Linked DNA regions of Mus musculus: region 2 is linked to region 1. The links are chromatin contacts, called in public HiCAR-type maps. All regions are on one chromosome and are shown on one strand. Each heading gives the region's core, a stretch centred on a gene start, on an enhancer-like site or on the middle of the called end of the contact. The rest is flanking DNA. Distances are from core to core; before and after follow the strand shown.

Region 1 (5,227 bases), core at 970-3,469:
CTGCAGCATAAACTTTGTATCTTCATATACCCACCTTATGGAAACATTTTATATTTGAAAGAAATTATTTCTCTTCTTTAAGAATGTGGATTTCCTAGTTTTTAAAAATAGCACTACAACTTAATTTCAGATCTTAGGCTCAATGAGGTTGAGAAACACAAAATGGTTACCTGTAAGCAGCTGCCATGCCTTTGTGGTCTTAGTGAGCCATTGGAGTCCGGTGATAATCTCACTGAGTGAACTCGTAAAAGGACATCACCCACCTGTGACTGTGACTTCTAGCCAGCTCTGCTGGGTGTCTGGGTGCTGTTGGGCATTTTAAGTCTGGCAGGATGAGTACCACCAATGACTCTTGGCGACCTCACCCCAGTTTGGCATATTTATCACATGTTCCTGATGGTCTGTATACTTATTTGCTCTTTGAATTTTCCTTCAGATCAATTTTATCTTCTAGCTGGTTTGCTCAAAAGCTAATTTCGCTTACTAATGTCTTCTGCACATGTTCCCTGAAAATAAAATGGTTTAACTCATATTGCACAATGCTGTGTGACTGAATACAAGAGAAAAGAGTACTTATATGTCCCATGTGGCCACAATCACTGGGGGTGATAAAAATCTAACTTGACAGGTCATAATGCCTACACTCCGGAACAGTCCCTGTGCGATGCCACCTGCACTTGGACCATTAAGAAACACAGACTTGGATGAGCTTTCCTTGTCTTTCTACAACACTGAGAGCCCATTAAAAGGTTGAGACTTCACTTAGGACATCACAAAATATTTCATTTTACAGAGAAGGTGACATTAGTGGAAACTAGATACTTCTCTGCTTTGGTTTAAATGTGTTCCTTAAAAATTCATGAGCTGAAAACATACCCCCCTCTACCCCCAATCTATATACTGATGGCATTTGGAGGTGACATGTTAGGGGACATGGTTAGGGTAAGAAGTGTCATGAAGGCAGAGCCTCCATGATGGCATTAGTGTCCTCATGAGAAGACAATTCCAAGCCCTGTGTCCTCATGTGATAGTCTCTCTCATGCCCTTTAAGAAGGCCCTGTCTGTATGCTAGTATCATGCCCTTAGATTCCCCAGTCTCCAGAACCATGAAGTGAATGAACCTCTGTTCTTTACAAACCATGTAGCCAGAGGCACACCATAGTATTAGCAAAGGATGGATTGTCCTCACTTGGGAGCCGACTCTTCTCCAACAACTCTGGATATCCAGTCTTCCTCCTCTAAGTTCGTCTGATCTGGGTGACACTGGTCCACCTTGCATCCAGGAAAAATACATCTTTAACAAACCTCACATGTCCTGGATTCAGACAGCAACACTCTCCCTGGACCAGAAAGGCAGAGTTGCAGTGGGGGATTTGGCTGGGGTGGTGATGCATGCTGATGTATTCATACAAAGAAAACTCTAGATGACATTTATTCATCTGTCAGTTGATACATGCATCACGTGAACACTACTTTTTGTAGTCTGGAAGGATACTCATCAAATAAGTCTTTACTTTCTCACAGTCAGACTGAGTTGAAATTGTTTGCATCTGTTGCTTCTTTGAGATTCTGTTTGTCTCAATAATCTATGACATGATGCCTGTACACTTGTCCACGTAACATGAATGTAGCCATGCCCAAGATTTCCACTTGCGGTATAGAGGAGAGAACCTAAGGTTGCAGGCATGCTATGGAATTGCCCTGTTACCTAGTTACACCCCCAATCCTACAAAAATTTTAAAAGATACACATTTTACATTTTTACAACTTGAAGAATTTCAAAGGATATAATCAAGAAAAACAAGGAAAGTCACACAGGTGAGAGCACTGCCTTTTCACAAGGCAGAGCAGACAGGGCTGCAGAAAAAGTGGCTGTGTGTGTGAGTCCCGATTCACGTGGCGCCCATTCTTCATCTCATTTGCCCCGCTATGGCAGCAGTGGCAGCTCCTCCAGCACAGAAACACCCATCCCGAGACATAAAGGCCATCCCCTGTGACAGACCCCTGAGTCATTTCTGGAAATGTCTTCAGGGGCCCAGAAGGGTCATTTTCAAGGCATCTGTTTTGACAAGTCAATCTTTTCCTTATTTTTAGGAACATTTAAGTTGTGTCATAAACATGCATTAGCACCAAATCATAAGTGGTCCTAATAGCTCCAAACATCAGTAGATGCTTGATTGATTGTATATGGGCCAGCTGTTCTTCCAGATCAGTTAGCAGCATCACTCGAGAATGATTCAGCCTCCAAAAGCCAGAGACAGAAGGTCATCCTGGCTGGTGAATAGTCAGAAAAGGAGAGAATAGCTGAGATGATGCTTTGATTCCATAGTCACGCAGTTAGCAGTAAGCAAGGTTTATACAAATATAACTGCTCTCTTAAGAACAGCTAGCTCTAGAATGAATTAGGGGAAAAATGAATATAAATAATTCAGAGATGTTTCCCAGAAGCCCAGTTTTTAATCCTACCAAACAAGGCAACGGCACTTCAGCTCATTTATTCTGACTTTCATTGAACGTTACTGTTGAGGTATGAGGGATCAATATCCGCCATTTCCTGGGAGTAGGAAGCAACCACATTGCCTCGCTCAAAGAATGTTTACCCCTTGCAGAATGAATCTAAGCTGGCATTCTTAAATTGACTGTTCCCCCAACACCACCACCATGGGAATTGGCATTCACACAATGTTGTAGCTGTTGAGTTAAATTCCCCACAGAGGACTGCAGTGGAAGGCAGGACAAAAGAAACGCTGAGGTTACTTTCCTACTGCTTGGCTAAGTGTAATAGTCTATCAGAACCATTCTGGCTAACAGTGTCATGGGTACCCCAAAGATGGCCAGAATCTCCCTTAGTGGGCCGATAAATTCTGCTTGGTACAGTTTTCTTTACTTTTCTTCCTTTAGAAACAAAAAGCTTATATCTCTTCAAAACAAGACAAAGTTAGCTGAAACTCATGGGATGACACCAGAGAATAAACAAAGACCTGAAAATGTTTTTTTAAGGAAACCTAAAGAGTTGACCTTAGAGCTTTAGGACATACTTATTAAACATTGCCCACTAACCACACCCTTAGTTCATGCCAGGATAATTTAACAACTTCCTATCATTTCAGGTTTTCAGAGATAAAGTTCCATGTTGGGCAAAGTTTCCGAATATTGCAAGCCCCACTGTCTTAGTTAGGGTTTTACAGCTGTGATCAGACATCATGACCAGGACAACTCTTATAAGGATAATATTTAATTGGGGCTGGCTTGCAGGATCAGACATTCAATCTATAATCATCAAGGCAGGAGCATGGCAGCATTTAGGCAGGCATGGTGCAGGGGGAGCTGGGAGTTCTACATCTTCATCTGAAGGCTGCTAGTAAAATACTGACTTCCAGACAACTAGGATAAGGGTCTTAAAACCCACACCCACAGTGGCACACGTACTCCAACAAGACAACACCTACTCCAACAGGACCACGCCTTCTAATAATGTCACTTCCTGGGTCAAGCATGTACAAACCATTACACCCACTCTGCTTTACCTAAATGCTCCATCCAGAATCCACATCCAATAGCATTAAGAATGTAGAGCAGAATTAAGAACAGAAGAACCAGGCTAGTGAGGTGGCTCAGGAGGTAGAGCCCTTGCCATAAAGTTGATGACTGTGCTTGATCCCTAGTACCTACATGATAGATGGAGAGAATTGACTCCTTCAGGTTGTCCTCTGGCATCCATAGAAGTATCATGGTACTTGAGGGGAAGGTGGTATATACTGGTGATGGTATATGCTTAAATAAACATATGATTTAAAAAAGAATTAAATAGGACTGAATATATGCCTCCATCTCTTCACCAAGTTTTAACCACTCATTTATTTGTTCACTCATGCATATGTCCAGGGTACGGTACAGAGCTAGGGACCTACTGGGTTTACCAGCTGAGACAGGGCAGTCAATCTGAGACTAAAGGCTATACTGGACTGGGCAACAAGAGGATGCTGGTGGCTTTGGAAGCTGGTTTTGCTGCCTTGTTCAGTTCACCACATGCTACCAATTAAGGCAAGGCAGAGCTATCATTCAGCTACCAAGGAAACAGGGGTGGTGTGCTTCCTTTGAGAACAATGACTATCATGAGAGAAGACAGACACAGCCCATCAATCAAGATGAGCATGTTCCACGAAACTGGTACTGATTACAACCTTTCCCTTCTGATGCCCAGTGTACAAAAATATTATCACCAGTGCCTAATGCTTAAGCCAGAGGGAGCTGTGATCATTACATGGAAAGTACTCGTATAGCAAATAGCTTGTTTTTAAAGTAAGCTATAAAATCTGGCATCTAATTTTATCTTCCCCCATACAAAATGGAACCATTACCTCAATGGTACAGTTTCACTACAGTAGACTACTTTGTTAGATGGTCAGAGTTTAAAGCCCAGCCAGTCCATGCCAGAGCAAACACTGGTGACTGATGGTCTGTTGCCACTGGCTACATGGGGATTCCCTGATGGAGCCAGGACATGCATGAGTTGCATAAAAACATACTACATGTTTGCTGAAAGCTCTTATTACCACCACAGTTATATAATATGGTCTACAAGCTTGGCTTTTCATTTCTTGCCATCATAGATACATTTGTCTATATAATATATTTTCCCACAAAGGGAAATCAAAATATCCCAACACTGTCATTCCTGCATTGTATGGAAGCACTGCTGATGATTTATTAAGAAAACTGTAGAGTACTGGGTGAAGATAGTTAGTGGTTTCCCTAGAAACTTAAGGTCTTGTTAGGACCAAGGAAGATTAAAAAAAAAAAAAAATTGGGAGCTATAATCAGAAATGTTAGAAGGACACAAGAGCTCGGGGAGGAGTGTGAAAACCCAGCCGCACCAGTGGGAGTTCTGCAGCCCTTCTCAGACACACACAGTGCTCAGCAACACTGGCAGGGCAGAGCTGGCAAAGGAAGACAGTGTGTTCTTCCTCACTGCCTCACAGCTCCACGCCTGTTACTTCTCAGCACATGACATAACCTGCGGCCACATAACTGACTCTACTCTAGGGATGGGGACTTATCAAGAATAGTTTTATCACGCCCACTCTATCTGACACCTAACTCGGAGCACATCTCAAGTATTTGGCTCATTAAAACATATATGCATACACATCCCCAAAGGGTTAGGTACCTTCTGAGGCTGTCTTATAGGCAGGAATTACTTTGAAAGGCATGACAAAGCAATTTG
Region 2 (5,227 bases), core at 1,257-3,756, 110 kb after region 1:
CTTTTCCTTAAAAATAAAACAAACACATGCTCACTCCCCAGACAGTATCTTCAATCCTTACACCTTCTCATCATCAGAATGGCAGAGACAACATTCAAAGGTGTTTTCAGTATCAAAAAGAACTCCTGAACCCCCCAAATCAGTAACCATTGAAAGGAAGCACTGCATTTTCCTGTGCAATAAGCTCAGCCATGAGTGTCAGGGGCACCCCCTGTTGTAGGCAGGCACCCCCCACTGCAAAACCACAGAGCATCCTGTCGGAACTTATCTACAAGGGAACCATACCAGCTAGGCATCTTGAATGCTGAAGAGAATCCTCTAAAAACTAAAAAATAGATTGAAAGATGGATGGACCATTCAATTATTTACATGTTTGTAAAAACCCGTTTTTAAAAAAAATAGTAACCTCCTCAAAAGTGAGACATATAGCAATAAATACAAAATGGGTTCTTTTTAAACTGAGTTACAATCATAATTACCAAGACTGAAAACTCAATAGAGTGCATATTACATTAGTATGTGCACCTTGGCTGGAAAGGAAAGATGAAGAATCCTTGGAGATTGTGTGTCTTTGGGAATCTTCAGAAACCAGAGTGCTCCATCTTCTCTGGGAACATACATAATGATGAGGGAAACAGGCAGCTTTCCTTCCAGAACCGCAACTATAAATCTAAATAACTGACTGAACCCTGAACTGCAAGCTAGGTTTTTGAGTTGATGGCTATGGCAAGGGACTGGGTGATGGGACTGTAGCTTTCCTGATGCTTCTGGTGGTATCTGCCTCTAAACTAAGATTCCTCCAGGCACAATCTCCTTCAAAAGACACTTTCCACTGCACTTTCTAACTCCCTCCCTGGAGAGAAGAAACTTTGGTGGAGAGGCCTCGGATCCTCTGCTTCCTGAATGACTGTTCAAGTCTCCAGTGTCAATTCAGGAAAAACAAGTCCTGGCCGGTGGGGCAGGACTTTATTTATGGTTGCAGTAAGAATTTGGGAAGCCCTCTCTCATAGTTTGGGGGGGGGGGTTATTAGGCTGTCGTCCGAGTTCCAGTATTTCACAAATGTGAATGAAATAAAAGCCTGTGACAGCTATAGGACCTGTGACCCTCAGGGATAGCTCCTTTCTAATTTGCTTTCTAAGCCAGGGAATTGAGAAATGTCAAAACAAGTGTGTTCTGGGAATGGGGTGTCCTCCAATTCCTAGGGTGACAGTTGGGGAGACAACCAGGAATTTCCAAAACTCAGGTTAGTTCTGCAGGAGCTAATCAGAGCACCAATCTAGGAGGTGGAATTAAACCATGTCAGCATCTCTAGTTGTGTTTATGGCAACAGGCTTTAACCCTTCTGGTGCCACTGTCCTTCTTCTGAGCCCTTCTCTGTCTGCGGGGTGAATCTTCTGTTAGCTGACTGGTGCTGGTTTGGGGTATTCACAGTGAGATAATTTCTTACAGCTTCAAGAAGCTTCCATGTGAACCGCAACCTGATTCTTTAATAGAGATGGGGTGCTTGTGTGTGCTGCTGTAGGACCTGGAGAAGAAGCAGGGCTCTTCCTGACCACCTGCCCCAGCCCCCTCCACTTTCCTCCTGCAAATTACCTCTTCTGTAATCTATATAGGGTGGTTGAGAAAACAGAATTCCTGGGTCCGGAGGTTTCTTTTCAGTGCTGGAACATATAGAGTGTTAACCAATGCATGTCAGAAAGCCCTTGGATAACTGATGAGAAAGATAAGGCTACTGCCTCATCATTTTGATTTCCCAAGTCCCTTGAAACCACCACATCCTATAATCACCCAAACAGTCCCCACACAAACCGGCTTGCAGAGGGCTGTGGCGGCCTTGGAGCTGAGGTCTGGACCTGGGGGAGACCTACAGGTGAGGAGGTGAGGTGCGGGAACCTTCCCTCTTCTGCAGCCCAGTGGACGGCGCGCACCTGGGACTGGCGGCCGGCAGACGGCGCCCCCCGCCGCCCTTCCGCCCCCGCCGGCCTCTTGGAAACGCCTGGGAGCCACTTACCGAGCATGCAAGCCCGAGAACAGGCAGAGGAGAAGCAGCAGCTTTGCAGCCATGGCTCTCCGGGAGCGGGTCCGAGGCCTCTGCAGGGCTTGGTCTCTACTTGCTCCGGCGCCTACTAGACTCCCACGGGCTGCAGCGCCCAGGGTTCTGCGGACTGGGAGGGACAGGTGTCTGCTCCGAGCGCCGCGTCCCCGACGGTCCGGCTCTGCGGGGCGCACACGAGCTGGGGTGCGTCCGCTCTCGGGAGCGATCAGCACGGGGAAGGGGGGGCAGCAGGTGGCCGGGCACCCTCCTCCCGCAGCCCGAGCCCCCCACCTCCCGGGCCGGCTCGGGGCTCTGCGCTGGGGCAGCTGCGCTCCGAAGCGTGGCGGGAGGTCGCGGTTGCCTCGGTGGTGCCCGCCGGCCGCGGCGGGGAGGAGTTTCCCCAATTAACACGCTTGGCAATGCCAGGCGAAGGCAGCGAGGTTTGAATGGACTCGGAGTTGGGAGGTCGGGAAGGGGGCGGGGCTGGTGGGTGGGAAGGAGAGCTTGGGGATCCCGCAAGGAGGCGCAGAAGGGGCCTGGGGACTGGCCCGTGTCATCGATGGAGTCATGGGCACTGGTAGTTTTACTGCAGCGCACCCACCCTGCTTGTCCCCTGTGCCGTGTGCCTTCTCTTAGGGACGCCATTGCAAGTAAGTGAGATGGTTTGCCAAAAGGCGATCTTCTCTAGGGTGGTGCTTGCTTACCTGAACTCCCCCTGGTGCTCATAACTGTGGCTTGCTGGGGAAGTCCCAACAATGTCCCCTTTTCGCAGAAAAGAGAGACTAAAACACTATCAGTAATTAGTAGAAGTGAAATGTTTAAGGCCAGAGAGAAGGCACCGGAGCCAGAAAGCAAAGGACCCTGTTGGATGGGACTGACGTTATTTTCATGTTCCAAACTGAAATTGCTTGTTTTTATTTGTAGGATCGTTTAGAAAGCTAATCTTTTGGCATGCAAACATTAACTTCAACACAAATAGGAATTTTACTTCCATAATTAAAAAAAAAAAAACCTTAGAAATATATTTTCAACTACTAATCATAGACACGACAGTTTCGTTAATACTGGATGCTATAAAGTACTTCCCTTGCAGCCAATTTGCCACCATCATTATAAGTAGCTATGCCTGCTTGCAGGAATGCATCAAGTTTGGGCCTGTGGATTGCTGGCTTTCTTTCACAGAAGGAGGGGTTGGGAAGGTCATTGGATCCTCACCTGATGTCTAAACACTTCTCCCAGTCATTTCTTTGCAATTTTGCCCCCCATTGCCAATAGTCTGTGTCTAGGGGAAGGAGGTACTAGAACACATAGGCTTGGAAAAACTAGAGCAAGGAGATGAAGAGACCATTAATCATGTTAAGTGAAGTTGTTTTGTGAGCACCCAAGATCCTGTCAGCAACCTCTTACCTCTGTAGGGTATGGCCAATAAACTCCAGGTCCACAGGCTAAACTGTGTGGGGGTGAACACTGTTTTGTTGTTAGGGCCCAGGAGGAGGGTGTTGACAATGCTCCTATCTCCCCAAGAGAAGGGATTTTAGAAACACTGACAGTAAGCTTTTTCATAAAATACAGAGAGAAGCAGGTTGAAGCTCTTGGGAATTCCCTCCCTTGTCTCTAGATTCTCAGGTTAAGAATCGTAAGCCTGCTGGAGGCTGGAGGCTTTTCTTGATAATAGCATTGCTTTTAACTAAGGATTGTGCTATCTTGGTTAATCCCAGGCCACTGCCTTCTTCCTGTGTCACCCAGCTCACCCCAATCAGGACATTTTTTTATCACCCCTCTTTACCTGCACTTATATAAGTCTGAATGCCTATGTCCCATGGAGATTCCTAACAGCCAACACCTACCTTCCTTCTTGAAGTTTCTATCAAACTCTCCTTCATCTCTAATTTCTGTACCATACAAAGGAACCCTTCAGAATCTAGTCAAAGGATGGTGCACAAGCATCCTGAGTCTCTAAACAAATGCAATCATGACTCAAATTTTCACTCCAAGGACTGGTTTCTAGGATCGCTGGGAATGCTAAATCTGTTACAGAACACGTGTTAAGATTTTCATAGACCTCTGGTATGGTTTAAGCCATCTCTAGATTATTTGTAATGTCTACTATGTATAAATGTCATGTAAGTAGTTGTTATGGTTGTTTATGGAATAAGAGAAATGCCTGTCTGGTAGTGATATGCTTTTTAAAGACAATATTTGTATTCAAGTGTGTTTGAACCCAAAGAAGCAGAATTCATAGTTACAGGAGAGCCACCTGCCTGTCATCACCACCTAAGTTTAAAAGATATTCTGTAAGAAAACTAAAAAGTAAATGTAGCAGTCTTTCATGCTTGCATTTTTGACATAGTTACAGGAACATAGGTAAAAATAATGTCAGGCATGGTTCCATGGGAGGAGCCAAGAGTCAGTGTGGTTGATTCATTCAAATTTTCACAGAATAATCCCACTGCATAAGTAGAGAAGAGTCCCAGGAGGTTAAATACCACCCCCAAGGCTAAGATCTGCATAATCACCCTTAGTCGCTGTGTCCATTGTCCTTAGAACACGAAGCAGGGCAGACACTCATTGAGTCTTCCTGTTATGCTATATTCTCATCAGTTTTTTTCAGAACATGAGTTGTTTACAATCTATTATACAGTACGGACAGACTGGCATTTGGATGGCTCTGTAAAATGTCAGCATAATGAGAGGTGTCCTGGGATTATATGTGTCTGTATTTATCACAACCTGTCAGTGGAATAGATGTGAGACCTGTGTACAGCCCCATGCTGGCAGGGTTTATTCTTTTCTTTGCTGCATAGGTTTGATGTGCTATTATTATGAATGAGTGACACCTGACCTCTTCTGAAGTTTGGAATGCTTTGCTCCACTTATTGGACACAATGGGCCAGCTTTACAGAGCTGAATATTTTACTGTAGAAAGCCTCCATGGTACAGCCTGGGGAAAAAATATTTTATGCTAAATGAGTCAGGAGGGATGAGGTATTCAAAGCAAGCTTTCTGAACATAAGTAGGAAAGCAAACTGCAAGGTCAAGAATCTTCAGAGCACCAGCTGTTAGCCTTTGATTTTCCTCCGTTGCCTAAACTGACCGGGCTGGGGTGCTTTGCTGAGCACGCACACTGCACCGTATACCCTCGCTGCTGGCCAGCTTCCTATCTTCGGCACCTGAGAAACTTAACAGCTCCA

The links. HiCAR-type assays count read pairs that join an accessible place to other places.
Region 2: a contact with region 1 is called in a HiCAR-type map of PVALB interneurons, with 3 times the contacts expected there. The contact joins the promoter of Gabrg3 here to the enhancer-like site in region 1. A contact is called at or near these places in 4 of 484 Hi-C or Micro-C datasets (cerebral cortex and cortical neurons), 1 of 115 datasets of contacts at active chromatin or transcription factors (PVALB interneurons) and 1 of 9 other capture datasets (pancreatic islet).

What each region holds. Positions count from the first base shown.
Region 1 is chr7:57,278,427-57,283,653 of GRCm38.p6, forward strand. The region is part of intron 3 of Gabrg3 (gamma-aminobutyric acid (GABA) A receptor, subunit gamma 3); the gene reads right to left. Gm39017 (a long non-coding RNA gene) reads right to left here. Exons shown (of 2, transcript XR_882092.2): 1 at 171-5,227. Among named protein-coding and RNA genes, the nearest start is that of Gm39017, 21 kb to the right of the region's middle. Within about 2 kb of position 2,220, at least 5 of the 459 cell types and tissues checked have an H3K27ac peak or open chromatin away from gene starts, as enhancers often do. A contact at or near this core is called in PVALB interneurons, where this site is marked.
Region 2 is chr7:57,384,709-57,389,935 of GRCm38.p6, forward strand. It overlaps Gabrg3 (gamma-aminobutyric acid (GABA) A receptor, subunit gamma 3), which reads right to left and starts at 2,507. Exons shown (of 10, transcript NM_008074.3): 1 at 2,013-2,507. The coding sequence starts at 2,065. Gm9962 (predicted gene 9962) reads left to right here and starts at 2,564. Exons shown (of 3, transcript NR_033504.1): 1 at 2,564-2,686.